2 separate regions of the Mus musculus genome follow, and region 2 is linked to region 1. A link is a contact called in public HiChIP or PLAC-seq data. All regions are on one chromosome and are shown on one strand. The core of a region is the stretch at or near the end of the contact, and the rest is flanking DNA. Distances in the headings are between cores, read along the strand shown.

Region 1 (6,629 bases), core at 1,287-3,786:
AGTTCAGACTCATCTATTCCACCTTTTTCTTCTTAACAGAAAAGAAACTAAGAAAGGGACAATTCAGCCAATTACTTAGGTGGCTTTTCTTTGAAAATTAAGCATTTTATTTCTGAAAAAAAGTGTAAAAATCTTACATTAGAATAGTACAATAATAATTGCCAGTAAAATTTACAATACTCCTTGCAAAGAATACGTAGTAAGTACAAAATAAAAATTCCGCATGTCCATTATGATACAAAACACAGGTTAAAAATAGGAAATGGTAAATTTCGACTTATTTCTTGTGTAAACATGTTAATTTTTTTTCTTTCCATGAAAAAAGTCTACCAAACAAGTGTGAACAAGTAGAGGCATTTCTTGGAGACTTTTACTGGTTTTCTATAAGCTGCATTTAAACATTACTGATTTTTTAAAACGCCTGGACCTGAGAATCTCTACACCTCAAAAAGGGCTTAGTTTTGATGATTTTGCTTGTTTTGTTTTGTTTTTTCTCAATTTGTCAAAAGTCAAGGAAATTCCTAGTGCCAAGACAGAGCGACTCCCCTCCTTCCCACCCCAAGTCAGGGTTGCAGCATAGGGCGATTTTGCATAAATAGATGGACCCTCTGAGCTAAACTGCGCGGCGCCCCAGCTGTCGCCCAACACAGTCTGGTCCAAGAATCCGAAGCGGCGAAAATGGGGGGCGCGGGGTCTCCGAGGACCGGGAGGGGCGAACGAAACCAACCCCCCCATCCGGAGAAAGAAGCCGGGAGTCCTACCTTCGCTCTCCCGCGCGCTAACGACGTTCCTAACAATTGGAAATCCTAGCAGTAAAGTTCTCCACACTGGACAGCGCTGTCCCTTGGTGCAGAGTCCCCAGCGCGGCGGACGAGGACACGGAGGAGGCGGCGGCCGCGGCGGCGACCACGAGCGAGCGGGTGAGCGCGACGGCGGGACCAGCAGCCGCCTGTACTGCGCAACCCCCGCCCCCGGGTCCCGGGGCGGTCCCGCTGGCGGCCCCGGACGAGACGTGCGCCCCGGCGGCCGCGGGACCCCGAGTGCGCCCGATGAGGCTCTCGATGGAGAAGGGCGAGCGTGCGAGCGCTGCGGCGCCCGGGCCTCCCGCCTTGACTGCGGCCGCCTGCAAAGGGCCGGGCAGGGCGGCAGCCAGCGCGTGTGACCGGTAGCCGAAGGCGGTCCGCGCCAGCTCGGCGGCCGCACCGGGAGGCGGCGGCGGAGGAGGAGGAGGCGGCGGGGGCGAGTGCGGATGGAAGGCGGCGGCGGCTGCCGCGGCGGCGGCAGCGAAGAGCGCGGAGGGCGGCGCGCAGGGTGGCAGCTGCAGGCCGTAGGCGCAGCCGTAGGCTCCGTAGCCGCAGGCGGGCGGTGGCGGCGGCGGCGGGAAAAGCGCGGCGCCCGGGTCCCCTGCGCCCGCCGCCGGCCCCGCACCGCGCAGCAGCAGCGCCTCGGCCGCCGCGTGGGGAGCGAGTAGCGGCTGGCGCTTGAAGCGCTTGCGGCGCCGCAGGAAGCTGCCGTTGTCGAACATATCTGCGGACTCCGGGTCGAGCGTCCAGTAGTTGCCCTTGCCCGGGTTGCCCGGTTCGCGCGGGATCTTGACGAAGCAGTCGTTGAGCGACAGGTTGTGACGGATGCTGTTCTGCCAAGCGGGGAACTTCTCCCGGTAGTAAGGGAAGCGGCTGCTGATGAACTCGCAGATCTCGCTGAGCGTCAGGCGCTTCTTGGGGCTCTGCAGGATGGCCATGGTGATGAGCGCGATGTACGAGTAGGGCGGCTTCACCAGCGGATTCTTAGCGCCCCCGCCCGTGCCCGCGCCCGTACCACCTCCCGCGCCGCCTCCCGCTCCGGCGCCGCTGCAGCCGCCCGACCCGGTCCCCGGGGCGGGCGCAGGACCCGGAGGCGCGGGGGACGCGGCGGGCCGGGAGGCCAGCAGCAGGTCATCGTCGTCCTCCTCCTCCAGGTCCTCGAGATCGTCCTCCCCGGCGTAAGAGCGCCTCCGCCGCTGGGCCGAGCTCGGCAACCGGGACCCGCCGCCGCCGCGGCCGCCGCCGCCCTCGTCGTCATCGTCCTCCTCCTCCTCGTCGTCCTCGCCCTCCCCCACCACGTCGATGTCTGTCTCCTCCGCGAGGCCGGAGGCATCGGACATCTCCGTGCTCAGGGTCATAGCTGGGGCGGCGCGGTGGCGCGGCGGCACATAGGGGCACCGGGCTCCCGGCTCCCTGGCCTCCCCAGGCCGATCCCGGAGCGGCGGACCCGGAGCGAGGACGCCACTCTGCGACGCGCGGCTGCAGGAGGTGGCTGGGGCCGCTCCGCTCCGCTACTTGGCGAGCAGGGCTGTGCGAGGTGTTTGCGCTCCCCGGCTCGGCGGGCACCGGGTGGCGGGCGCTCTAGACTTGACCTTTTCCACTGTGGTCCCTTTAGCCCGGTTAGTCCAGGAGGGGGTGGCTGGACCCTGGCGGGCCAGTCGGTGTCGGGCGCCCAGAAGGGCGCGGGAGGAGTGAGAATCTAGAAACGGAGCTCGGCAAGGCCAGGGCTGAGTCCAGAAGAGGGCGGACCTTGTCTGTGCTTATAGCAGAAGGGGGCCTGTCACATGGTGTGCACGTCAGAGCGCGGCCCAGGGAAGGAAAAGAAAGGCGAGGGAATCGGCGTGTAGGAAGAGAAAGTTCACCCGCAGGAGGGGCAGCAGCAAGAGTTGGAGACTGAAGCCCACTATTTCTTGCCAAGATATTGGCTATCCTGAATCCCACCCTAGCCAGCCGCGAGCCGACCCGAGAGCTACAGGAGTTCAAACCCCCAGCCTTATTCTCCCGGATTAGCCCTCAACCCTAATCTCAAGCGCTCCGGGGACGCTTCGATTGGACAACCCAGTGGCCTGTAGGAGTCATCCCACTGGGGACAACTGCTCTATGTGTGAGGTGCTCACTGGAATATTGAGCGAGGGAGTCTGGTAGGGTGTCCCAGCTCTCTGGACTGGGCCAGTCTCCGCCTGTGGAATCTGATGAAAAATCCCCCATTTTGAGCACGGTAATAATTGTTTATTGACCCTTTAACCCTTTCCCTTCGGTTCTTCTCCAAAGACGTTTGTTTTCCGCCATCTGTTAATAAAAATGCGGTTAGGCTGGCGTTTTGGTCATTTATCTGCAATTGAATGCCCTAGAGACTTGACAGCTAAACTAAGCCACTCTAATGAGAGCATCTCACAAATTCCATGGGAATAGAGCAAGCAATGGTTGAATGAGGAAAAGAAATAGAAAATTGTAATGAAAACCCAAACACACACAGAAATTACACATAGCAGCAACTCAAACACTGTTGAGATGTTAGGAAAAAGAGCGCTATACTTTTCAATAAAAGGTATTTCTAAAGGAGCATTTCACACTACTTTCTAAATACTGGAATTATTATAACTTACACACAGTGTTGTTCCGGAAGGATTGATAGTAGAAAGGACAGTAGCAAAGATGAACTTTGAGATCAATTTTTTATTTTGGAAAATACATTAAATGCTTTTTATACTCTTTTTTTTAAAAAAAAACCCGACTTTTAAATTTTAAATGCAGGATGCAACTCCACTCGATTCATTTTTCTTCCAAGTGGCAAGCTAATAGGGATGATTAAAGTATTATTCTGTTTTAAGGTCACCTGTGTTTACCACCAGCTAAATGTTTTGTTCTGGCTGGCGGGAAATCCGAATAATTGTGTAATCCGAATTCATTTTGATAGCCTAGCTTTCTGGATGTTTGCCTTTTCTGAGATGTTTCGATTTCAAATAGGGAACTTTGCCTTACCAGTTTAACTTTCTGGTTAAAATCGCCATTTGCCAAGAACTGAATAAAAATTCAATGGCTTTCTCTAGGAACAATCTCAAATGCTCTGTGTGTCATTGTATCAACCAAGTGTTTCTTACTTCCTGAAGTGACTTGTTCTAACTGGTATTCATCACAAAAATAAGCTGTTGCCCCATCTAATACTTCTTTTCAAATCAGATTTCGTTTTCTCCAATGGGTAACCACCAGTTCCACTTGTAAATGGTCTGTAAAGTCTACTAGAGATCTTTAAAAGATCTATGAGAATGCCTTGCGATCTGAACGCGTTGATTTTCATTGCCTCTCATTTGATGTATGACTGGACCATCTAATTATTGTAATGGGCTCTGATTAACCTGCGCCAACATTAATCAGGCAGCGAATGCTTTGTTGATGCAGACAGGCGTCCTAACCAAGGAGTCCACTTTTACATCAAAAGTTTAAGTTTTATTAGTGCTTGCCCGATATCTAAATAAACACTATGGTTTTCGCAGTGCTGAGGGCTGCTGCGTACAAACGTATTTGAAGATGGAATACAAGAAGAATTGTTCGCAGGTTATTAGTAACGTTAGAGGAAAATCTCTCTGCTCAAGATTTGCAATTTGTCTGTCCTAGAAGGGTCTGGGAGTTGAGAGCTTATGTTCCGTTTGCAATATCGCCCCCAAAGGGTTAAAGGGCTGTTTCCTGGAAATGTTTGGGGAAACGTGGTAAATTACCTTAAAGTCACTGGCGGGGGGCGAGGAATGTGGGGATTTGCTGGATTTGACAGACCACCTCAACACACTGGGATCAATGAAGGTACAGAACAGGTAACCAGAGATTTGAGTGAGCTTCACTAAAGCCATCTTTGGGCACTCCACCAGTTTTGTTTGCTTTAGTTAAGGTACCTATAGCCCCTTAGCTGTTCAGTCCAGAAATTTCCCAGCCTGGAAACCTTGCTGGGAATTCGTGCCTTGCTCATCCTCTTTCTGCCTTCCTGGTCCCTAGCTCTCAGAATCTCCTGACTCCCTGTCTTTTCTCCAAGGATGGAAAGTCCCCCATCCCATCCCATCCCATCCCATCCCATCCCATCCCATCCCATCCCATCCCATCCCCTCAAGCTAGTACAGGGGCCAGAAATCTTTCCCAGAGGTGGGCAGGACAGCCATTTGGAACCAAGAGCCATCCCCACTCCCATCCCCCACTCCTTGGCCTGAAAGCGCGCACCAAGAAAGCAGCTGGTGGTTATCCTTGCAATGTAGGAGCTCGGCAGAACTGCCCCCTGGTGGTAGTGTGGAGTCCTGCTGTCCCTTGGGTTGGCCTGGGCACCCGGTGCCACCGGTGCCACCGTGGTGGCTAGAAAATCCCCAGAGCAGAAAGTGTCTGGTAAGGCCCTAGATCTAGTAGTCTCCTCTGAGGGACAGGGACTGAGCCCGCACAACAGGCTTCTTCTCCTTGGGGTTCGAGTTAATCAGTTTTATTCTCACAGGCTGTTTGGGTCAGGGGCCTGAACCCCCCAGAGCTGAAGTCACAGGATTTGGCACCAGCTTTGGGAAGAAGGCTCTGCCTCAACTCCCTTCATCTTTGTCACAGGCCCAGAAAATTCCTTTGAGGAGAAACTTGGGTATGTAAACTCAGAAGACAAGAATCTAAATGTGCTGGCTGATTTTATGTCAACTTGATGTAAGCTAGAGACATTTTGGAAGAGGGAACCTCAGTTGAGAAATTGTCCCTACCAGATTGGCCTGTGGACACAGCCTATGACACATGTCTTCATTGATTGATGTGTGTGTTGTGGGGGTTGGGGGTGTGGTCCAGCGCACTGTGAGTGGTGCCATTAACTGAGCTGGTGGTCCTGGGTACTATAAGCAATCAGATAAGCGAGCTTGTTGAGCAAGCCAGGAAGCAGCACTCCTCCATGGCTTCTGCTTTTCTTTCTGCTGTGATTTCCTGCCTTCTGTGTCTGACTAAATTCATTCAGCATAATGTCTTTGAGTTTCATCATATGAGGTTTCATAGACAGGATGTTCTGAGGCTGAGAGATATTCCACGGTGCACATACACCCCATGTTCTGTCCACTCATTCATCTGCTGATGGATACTGGAGTTGGCTCTTCCCTTTCTGTCCATGCCTCTGCTCTGCACCTGGTAACACTCTGCATGTCGCAGACATCCAATGAACTTTGGGGCATATTCCATTCTCCACCTCCCTGTCATTCCTGAAATTCTCAGAGGAACCCCTCTGTGCCAACAGTGGACACTGCTGGCTTCTGCTTTATATACTAATGGAATGAATACTCACCTCTGTGGGTTTGAAAATTCAGCTTATTCAGTTTCGGGACCTGGAGACTCTTCACATCGTCTTCAGCAAAAGATAAGTTTAAGATTTCTCCAGATTCTTTTCCAGCAAATATCTGTGGACATTCGCCCAGTTCATCCCATTTTACACTGCTACGCCTCCTCTGCTCCTCAAGGGACCAGATGACCCTAACTTTGTCTCTTGGCCCTCTGAGGCCTCCATCCTCCTCCGTGGTGTAATAGCATACCTAACGCTGAGCTAATTCCAACCCACAGCAACCTGCCTGTGATGGCTGAGTGGGGCTGCCAGCTCTCACACAGGCAGTGAAGGGGCTGGGCCAGACCCACACCCACCTACTTCTTCAGGGCTGCATAGGATCTGAAAGTAAGTTCAAGGCAAGGCCAATTTCCACGGGAAAGTGGTCAGTACCTCTCGTGAGTGGATGCGTTTTAACCTGGAAAGTTCCATGCACTGAGCCTGGTTCTAATAGCCGGCCCTTCCGTGGGCTGGAGAAAGGGTGAGAGTTCTTTCTTCTTTCCGTGTCTTAC
Region 2 (6,629 bases), core at 1,440-3,939, 330 kb before region 1:
CAGGGACATTTTAGAGCTAGAATGAGTCTGTTCAAAGGGATGAGTACTTTTCTATGTGTTCTTGAACACCAAGCATTGCTAGCCGCACACGCTCACTCTGTTCTACGGTTTGCCTTCCAAACTCCAGCAGGAGTTTACTTCAGTAAGTCATGGGTTAATGGCATTAGGAGGTAAAGACTTGGGCTGGCAAGATGGATCAATGGGTAAAGGGGGTTTGCAGCTGGGTTAGGACCTGAATCCAATCCCCTGATCTACATGGTAGAGGTAGAAAGCCAGCCCCTAGGGGCTGTCCTCCGACTTCCACTCACATGCAGGAGAGAACCTGTGCAAACCTGTCAATCAATCAATCAATCAATCAATAAATGTGCGTGTGTGATATTTATATATTTATTTCAGAGTAGAAACTTACTCTAACTTCACAATGTGTGGAGGAGCAGGCCATCGGGATGGATTCCCCATGATTGGATTTTGGTGGCTTTCTTAGAGGGACACAGAACAAAACTAGACACACAGAGAAAGGCAACCCCGGTCATGATGAAATCAGCAGGGGCCCTCACTAGAGCCTGTGCTATGCTTAGTCTCCCAGACTGTGAGCTAAATGAACTTCTTTTCCTTTTAAGGTAGCCTGCCTCTGGGATTCTGTTATAGAGTGAAAACTGACTGACACACAGATCTTACTCCAGACTCTGTGCTTATGATGCTGGGAGGTCACATTACAAAAAAATTACAACGAGGTCTGAAAATTCAGGTGGGGTGACCCTCTCATGGTGGAAAGTGTCACCATGCTGCCTCTGTAGAAACCTCTTGTGAGGTCCTTGCCTTAACCTGGGACTGCTGAAGTGGACCCCCAGGCCACCAAGCCTGCTGAAGTCAAAATAAGTTTTATGTAGTAATTCTTTTTGGTATTTCAACACCTGAGTGAGGAAGAAGGGGAGAAGCCAGGGGAAGCAGGAGCTCAGAGGGTGAGGGAGGGCCAGGCAAGTACACGCTCAGTCTCTACTCTGGCATTTGGAGTGGGGTGGTGAGAGGGTCCAGAAGTGCTGTGGTGGCCCCTTGATGTCCCCCTGTGGGTGTGACCTAGCTGTGTGGTTGTAGTACAGGGGGCTCAGGCCATGGGGACCTCTCTCCTCTGAGGCGACTGTCATTCTAGAGTGGACCTCAGACAGGGAGAACAGGAGTCAGAGTTCTCTTCGCACTAAAGCAGAAGCAGCCTGCACAGTTGTGTCGCCAGCTTCCAGGAAGACAAGAGCCACCTGGAGTAGCTGCTGGATGTGCAGAGTCCCTCTATCCAGTGAGTGCAAGCCATGCTTGTCAGCTAAGACATGCTGGAGACAGAGCTTCTTAGGAGCAGCAGAGACCACAAACATCTGGAGAACCTCCTCCTGCTTCCCCGACTTCTGAGGAGTCCTGCTTACACTTCCCAGATGTTGGTATTCTGTCTGGACTTCACCCCCACAGATACCTGGCAGTAGCCAGGTATGCTCCTCCCCACAGTTACCTGGCAACAGCCAGGTAGGCCTGACCCACTATAAAAGGGGTTGCTTGTCCCCCCACTCTTGCCTCTCTTTTGCCCCTTGTCCCCTTGCTCCCCCTCTCTCCCCATTCCCCCCCCACCCCCATGGCCATGGCCGGCCTCTACTTCTCTACTCTCTCCTTCTCTCTGCCTTTCTCTGTCTCTACTACTCTCTTAACTTCCTTCCCCATGCTGTGAATAAACTCTATTCTATACTATACTGGTCTCTCAGGGGGAAGGGATACCTTGGCATGGGCCCTCCGAGGCACCCCCTTCCCCCCACCCCACCAGAACATATCTCAATAGTTCTTTCTCTTTTTATGATCACAACACCAGCTGGTACTGAGGAACCTTGAGGGGAGGTCTGTGGGGTCAGAGCTAGTCCCTAGTGTTGTTGCAGGTGTCTCACTCTCCTTGTTTCAGCCTCCCAGGTAGGAAATCCTGGGCTCCTCTAGATGTGGTTTCGTCTCTCTGTGTCTCTTATGAGGCCAAGAGCTGGTCCAGCGGGCTTGTCAGGGCAGAGATGGAGAACACCACTGGATTCAAATGAAAACAGCTTAAGGTTGCCCAAGTAGGACTCACCATGGAAAGGTCCCAGGCAGGGTTTCTTCTGGCCAGTCCCTGCCAACCCCTGGTGAATCAGGGAGATGAGTTTTCCCAAGAAACTGGGCTGGGCTTTGCTAGCTACGCCCTGATTCTGGCCTCCCATACAGGGGCAGCGAGCAGGGTGAAGTCATGAAGCACAGTGTGGAGGCGGTGGGCAGGAAGAGGTGAGCTGACTTCGAGGGGAACCATGCATGGTTGCCTAGAAGCCCTCCTGGGATTGATCTTGCATACTTGACATTCCTGGAGTATCAAGCATGCTGCCACCAGCCCAGAGTCCCCTGGGAGGAGCAATGTGGAGGAAGAGAATGGAGGAAGGATGAAGCTTTTCCTAATTAGGAATGCTTACACACACACACACACTCTCTCTCTCTCTCTCTGTGTGTGTGTGTGTGTGTGTGTGTGTGTGAGAGAGAGAGAGAGAGAGAGAGAGAGAGAGAGAGAGAGAGAGAGAGAGAGATTGATTTTCTGGCTAGATGCAACTTGAGTGGTTTGGCTCTTTACTGTGATCTCCAGCCCACACCAGAGCTTGCCACCCAGGCTGAGGTGGGGCCACCCATAGCATGTGGTGTGGGAGTGTTACTATGACCCCTAGGAGGAAGGTGACAGACAAAACACTGGGCTGGTCCTAAGTACTGGACTGTGGGAGGCTTAGAAATCCATGATGGCGGATGAGCTCCCTCAGCTGCCCTGTGCCATGCCAACATACTCACAGGACAGTTCCTTAAGGGCTTTGAACTTACCACCTAGTCTGCCTACAGGCATCAGCTGAGGCATGTAGCATATTAGGGGTTTTCGCCAAGGGGGAGGGTGTCTCTTTTCTGGAGAAACAGGTGAGGGACCAGGATGGTGTCTAGGGTTTTCCCAGGCCAGACTGTGCATGGCTGATTCTCTCTCAAACTTAGCATCTTCCTGCATCTTCAGACCCTGCCCAGGCAGTAGGGCTTTCCTTCAGGAGCTGCTGTGGTGAAGGGCTCTTCAGTCAGGCCCAAGGGTGCTAAGTCACCTTGCGGGAGTCTGTTTCTTACGCCTGAAGTCTCCTTTCCCCCTTTGAGTCTGAGGACAGTAGAGTTGCAGGGACCATCCTGCTGCTGTAGTGGCCCTTGCTGTCCAGGGATTTTGACCCAGGCAGCCTCCTCTCATGGCATGAACACTCTGCTGAGATGCAGCCTGCTTCCATGGTATGGACATGCTGCTCTGAGGTGCTACAAAGCCTCTTGTTGAGCTCTGTGCGTTTCCCTCCTGTGCTGGGATGGTCCAGGCATGTAGTTTCGATCACAGCTTCCTGAATCACTCGGAGACCAGGTCCTCACTGCTCTGCAAGTCGTAAGTTTGTGTGAGCAGACAATCACACCTCTCCCATCAGGCATCATCTGTGTGCGGCACCGCTTGGTCTTGGAAAGGAAGGAGGATCACAGCCCAGGTTTGTAAGAGGCTCCCTCATCTCTTTCCAGAGCAGGTTACTGACTTTAGGAAACTTTCTCTCTGGAATCCTGTCAGGCTGGACGGAGCTAGAACACAGTGAGGGGGAACGTGGACATCGTGGCCTCAAAGGCAAGTTTCAGGTTCAGTGTGAGGCTTAAGACAAGCCTGCCAAGGACACCTTTGTTCCTGGGCAGGTCCTTTGGAGTCCCTGGCCTGGGAAGAGAGTTCTTTGCTATACTAGTAACACCCTCTGGAAATGTCTCGAGCACCCACTGCTGGTGGGAAAAACCAGGAGCCAGAATCCACTATGATCCCAGCCTGTGGCCCCTCCTGCAGGACAGAAGCGATGGCCGGTGGCTGTGGAGGACGGTGTGAGAAGGAAAACCTTCTGGAAAGCTGTAGTTAGCTGAGAGATGCTCAGTGACAGATAGTCAAAGATGGATTCACAAGGGTCCTGGCCAGGCTGCCCACAGAGAAGCAGGGAAGGTCGGTGGGTAGAGCCCTTCCCTTCATTGGGGTTTCTCTGTGCTTTGTGGGGATGCGCTTGTTGCAGGGAAATAATTAAAAAAATAACTGGACTGGCAGGCTTCCAGCACAACCGCCAGCAACCAGTGGACCACGTGGCTCTGGCCGGGTGATCTCAACTCAGGGGTCTTTCTGGCCGGTGCTCCCAAGTTCCTAGGCGAATTGTTGCCACGCCAGCCCCACCACAATGATCATCCACCCATCAACCCAGTAGAAACAAAACTCTTGAAGCTTATAATTAATTAAACAGATTTACTTATCAATAAATTCTCAATTTATAAAATGCCAATACAATAATTTCAGAACCAATTGATAATGATAAAAGCTGCCCACCTAGATTAGACAAATATCTCAATTATTCTATTCTTTAGGATACCATAACTACCTGTGGCTATTTAAAGCCTGGTTCAGGTTCTTCTTGCTGTCCGTCCACTTCCGTCTAGGCTGCCCTCCCTCTCCCTGAGACACTCTCTGTCCCTGTAACTCTTAGTACTGCCTCCCTTTCCCTGTCCAATCACAGGCCTCCTGTTGCCCTAATATTTTAGAGTGAGTGGAGAGGGAAAATCCTGTCACACTGGCTAGCAGGCAGGATAAGGAGGAAAGTATATTCAGTTTTAAGTATTTTCCCTGTTTAGCTCTGTTCCCCATTTTTAAATAGGGTTATTTGGTTCTCTGGAGTCTAATTTTTTGAGTTCTTTGTATATATTGGATATTAGCCCTCTATTGGAGGTAGGTCCGGTAAATATCTTTTTCCAATCTGTTGGTTGCCGTTTTGTCCTATTGACAGTGTCCTTTGCAATTTTATGAAGTCCCATTTGTCGATTGTTGATCTTAGAGCATAAACCATTGGTGTTCTGTTTGGGAAGTTTTCCCCTGTGCCCATGTGTTTGAGGCTCTTCCCCACTTTCTCTTCTATTAGTTTCCGTGTATCTGGTTTTATGTGGAGGTCCTTGATCCACTTGGACTTGAGCTTTGTACAAGGAGATGAGAATGAATCAATTTGCATTCTTCTACTTGTTGACCTCCAGTTGAACCAGCACCATTTGTTGAAAATGCTGTCTTTTTTCCACTTGATAGTTTTAGCTCTTTTGTCAAAGATCAAGTGATTGTACGTGTGTGGGTTCATTTGTGAGTCTTCAATTCTATTATAATGATCTACCTGTCACTGTGCCAGGACCAGGCAGTTTTTATCACAATTGCTCTGTAGTACAGCTTGAGGTCAGAGATGCTTATTTCACCAGAGGTTCTTTTATTGTTGAGAATAGTTTTTGCTATCCTAGGTTTTTTGTTATTCCAGATGAATTTGAGAATTGCTCTTTCTAACTCTATGAAAAATTAAGTTGGAATTTTGATAGGGATTGCATTGAATCTATAGATTGCTTTCAGCAAAATAGCCATTTTTACTATATTAACCCTGCCAATCCATGAGCATGGGAGATCTTTCTATCTTCTGAGGTCTTCTTCAACTTCTTTCTTCAGAGACTTGAAGTTCTCGTCATCCATATCTTTCACTTACTTGGTTAGAATCACACCAAGATACTTTTTATTGTTTGTGGCTATTGTGAAGGGTGTCGTTTCCTTAATTTCTTTCTCAGCCTGTTTATTCTTTGTGTAGAGGAAGGCCACTGATTTTTTTTAAAGTTAATTTTATATTCAGTCACTTTGCTGAAGTTGTCTTTGTTTATCAGGTTTAGGAGTTCTCTGGTGGAGTTTTTGGGGTCACTTAAGTATATTATCATATCATCTGCAAATAGTGATATTTTGACTTCTTCCTTTCCAATTTATATCCCTTTGACCTCCTTTTGTTGTCTAATTGCGCTGGCTAGAACTTCAAGTACTATATTGAATAGATAGGGAGAGAGTGGGCAGCTTTGTCTTGTCCCTGATTTTAGTGGGATTGCTTCAAGTTTCTCTCCATTTAGTTTGATGTTGTCTACTGGTTTGCTGTATATTGCTTTAACTATGTTTAGATATGGGCCTTGAATTCCTGATCTTTCCAAGACTTTTGTCAAATACCTTTTCAGCATCTAATGAAATGATCATGTGGTTTTTTTCTTTGAGTTTGTTTATCTAGTGGATTTCATTGATGGATTTCCATATATTGACACATAGTATTACCTGAGGACCCAGCTATACCACTCCGGTATATACCCAAAAGATGCTCCAACATATAACAAGGACACATGCTCCATTATGTTCATAGCAGCATTATTTATAATAGCCAGAAGCTGGAAGGAACCAGATATTCTTCAACAGAGGAATGGAGACAGAAAATGTGGTACATTTACACAATAGAGTACTAACCAACAAACATTAAAAACAATGAACTCATGAAATTCTTCCTTTCTTTCTTTCTTTCTTTCTTTCTTTCTTTCTTTCTTTCTTTCTTTCTTTCTTTCTTTCTTTTTTGGCTTTACGAGACAGGGTTTCTCTGTGTAGCCCTGGCTGTCCTGGAACTCACTTTGTAGACCAGGCCGGCCTTGAACTCAGAAATCCGCCTGTCTCTGCTTCCCAAGTGCTGGAATTAAAGGCATGCACCACCACCGCCCGGCCATGAAATTCT

The links. HiChIP or PLAC-seq counts read pairs in DNA pulled down with a chosen protein or histone mark.
Region 2: a contact with region 1 is called in an H3K4me3 HiChIP or PLAC-seq map of embryonic forebrain, with 2.2 times the contacts expected there. The contact joins the enhancer-like site here to the promoter of Foxd1 in region 1. A contact is called at or near these places in 4 of 39 promoter capture datasets (the 3T3-L1 cell line, the C10 cell line, cranial neural crest and 1 more) and 4 of 115 datasets of contacts at active chromatin or transcription factors (embryonic forebrain, embryonic stem cells, forebrain and 1 more).

What each region holds. Positions count from the first base shown.
Region 1 is chr13:98,350,152-98,356,780 of GRCm38.p6, reverse strand. Foxd1 (forkhead box D1) reads right to left here and starts at 2,536. Exons shown (of 1, transcript NM_008242.2): 1 at 76-2,536. The coding sequence starts at 2,161. The coding sequence ends at 791.
Region 2 is chr13:98,675,496-98,682,124 of GRCm38.p6, reverse strand. No RefSeq gene overlaps it. Among named protein-coding and RNA genes, the nearest start is that of Tmem171, 16 kb to the left of the region's middle. Within about 2 kb of position 2,689, at least 71 of the 459 cell types and tissues checked have an H3K27ac peak or open chromatin away from gene starts, as enhancers often do. A contact at or near this core is called in pancreatic cancer cells, where this site is marked.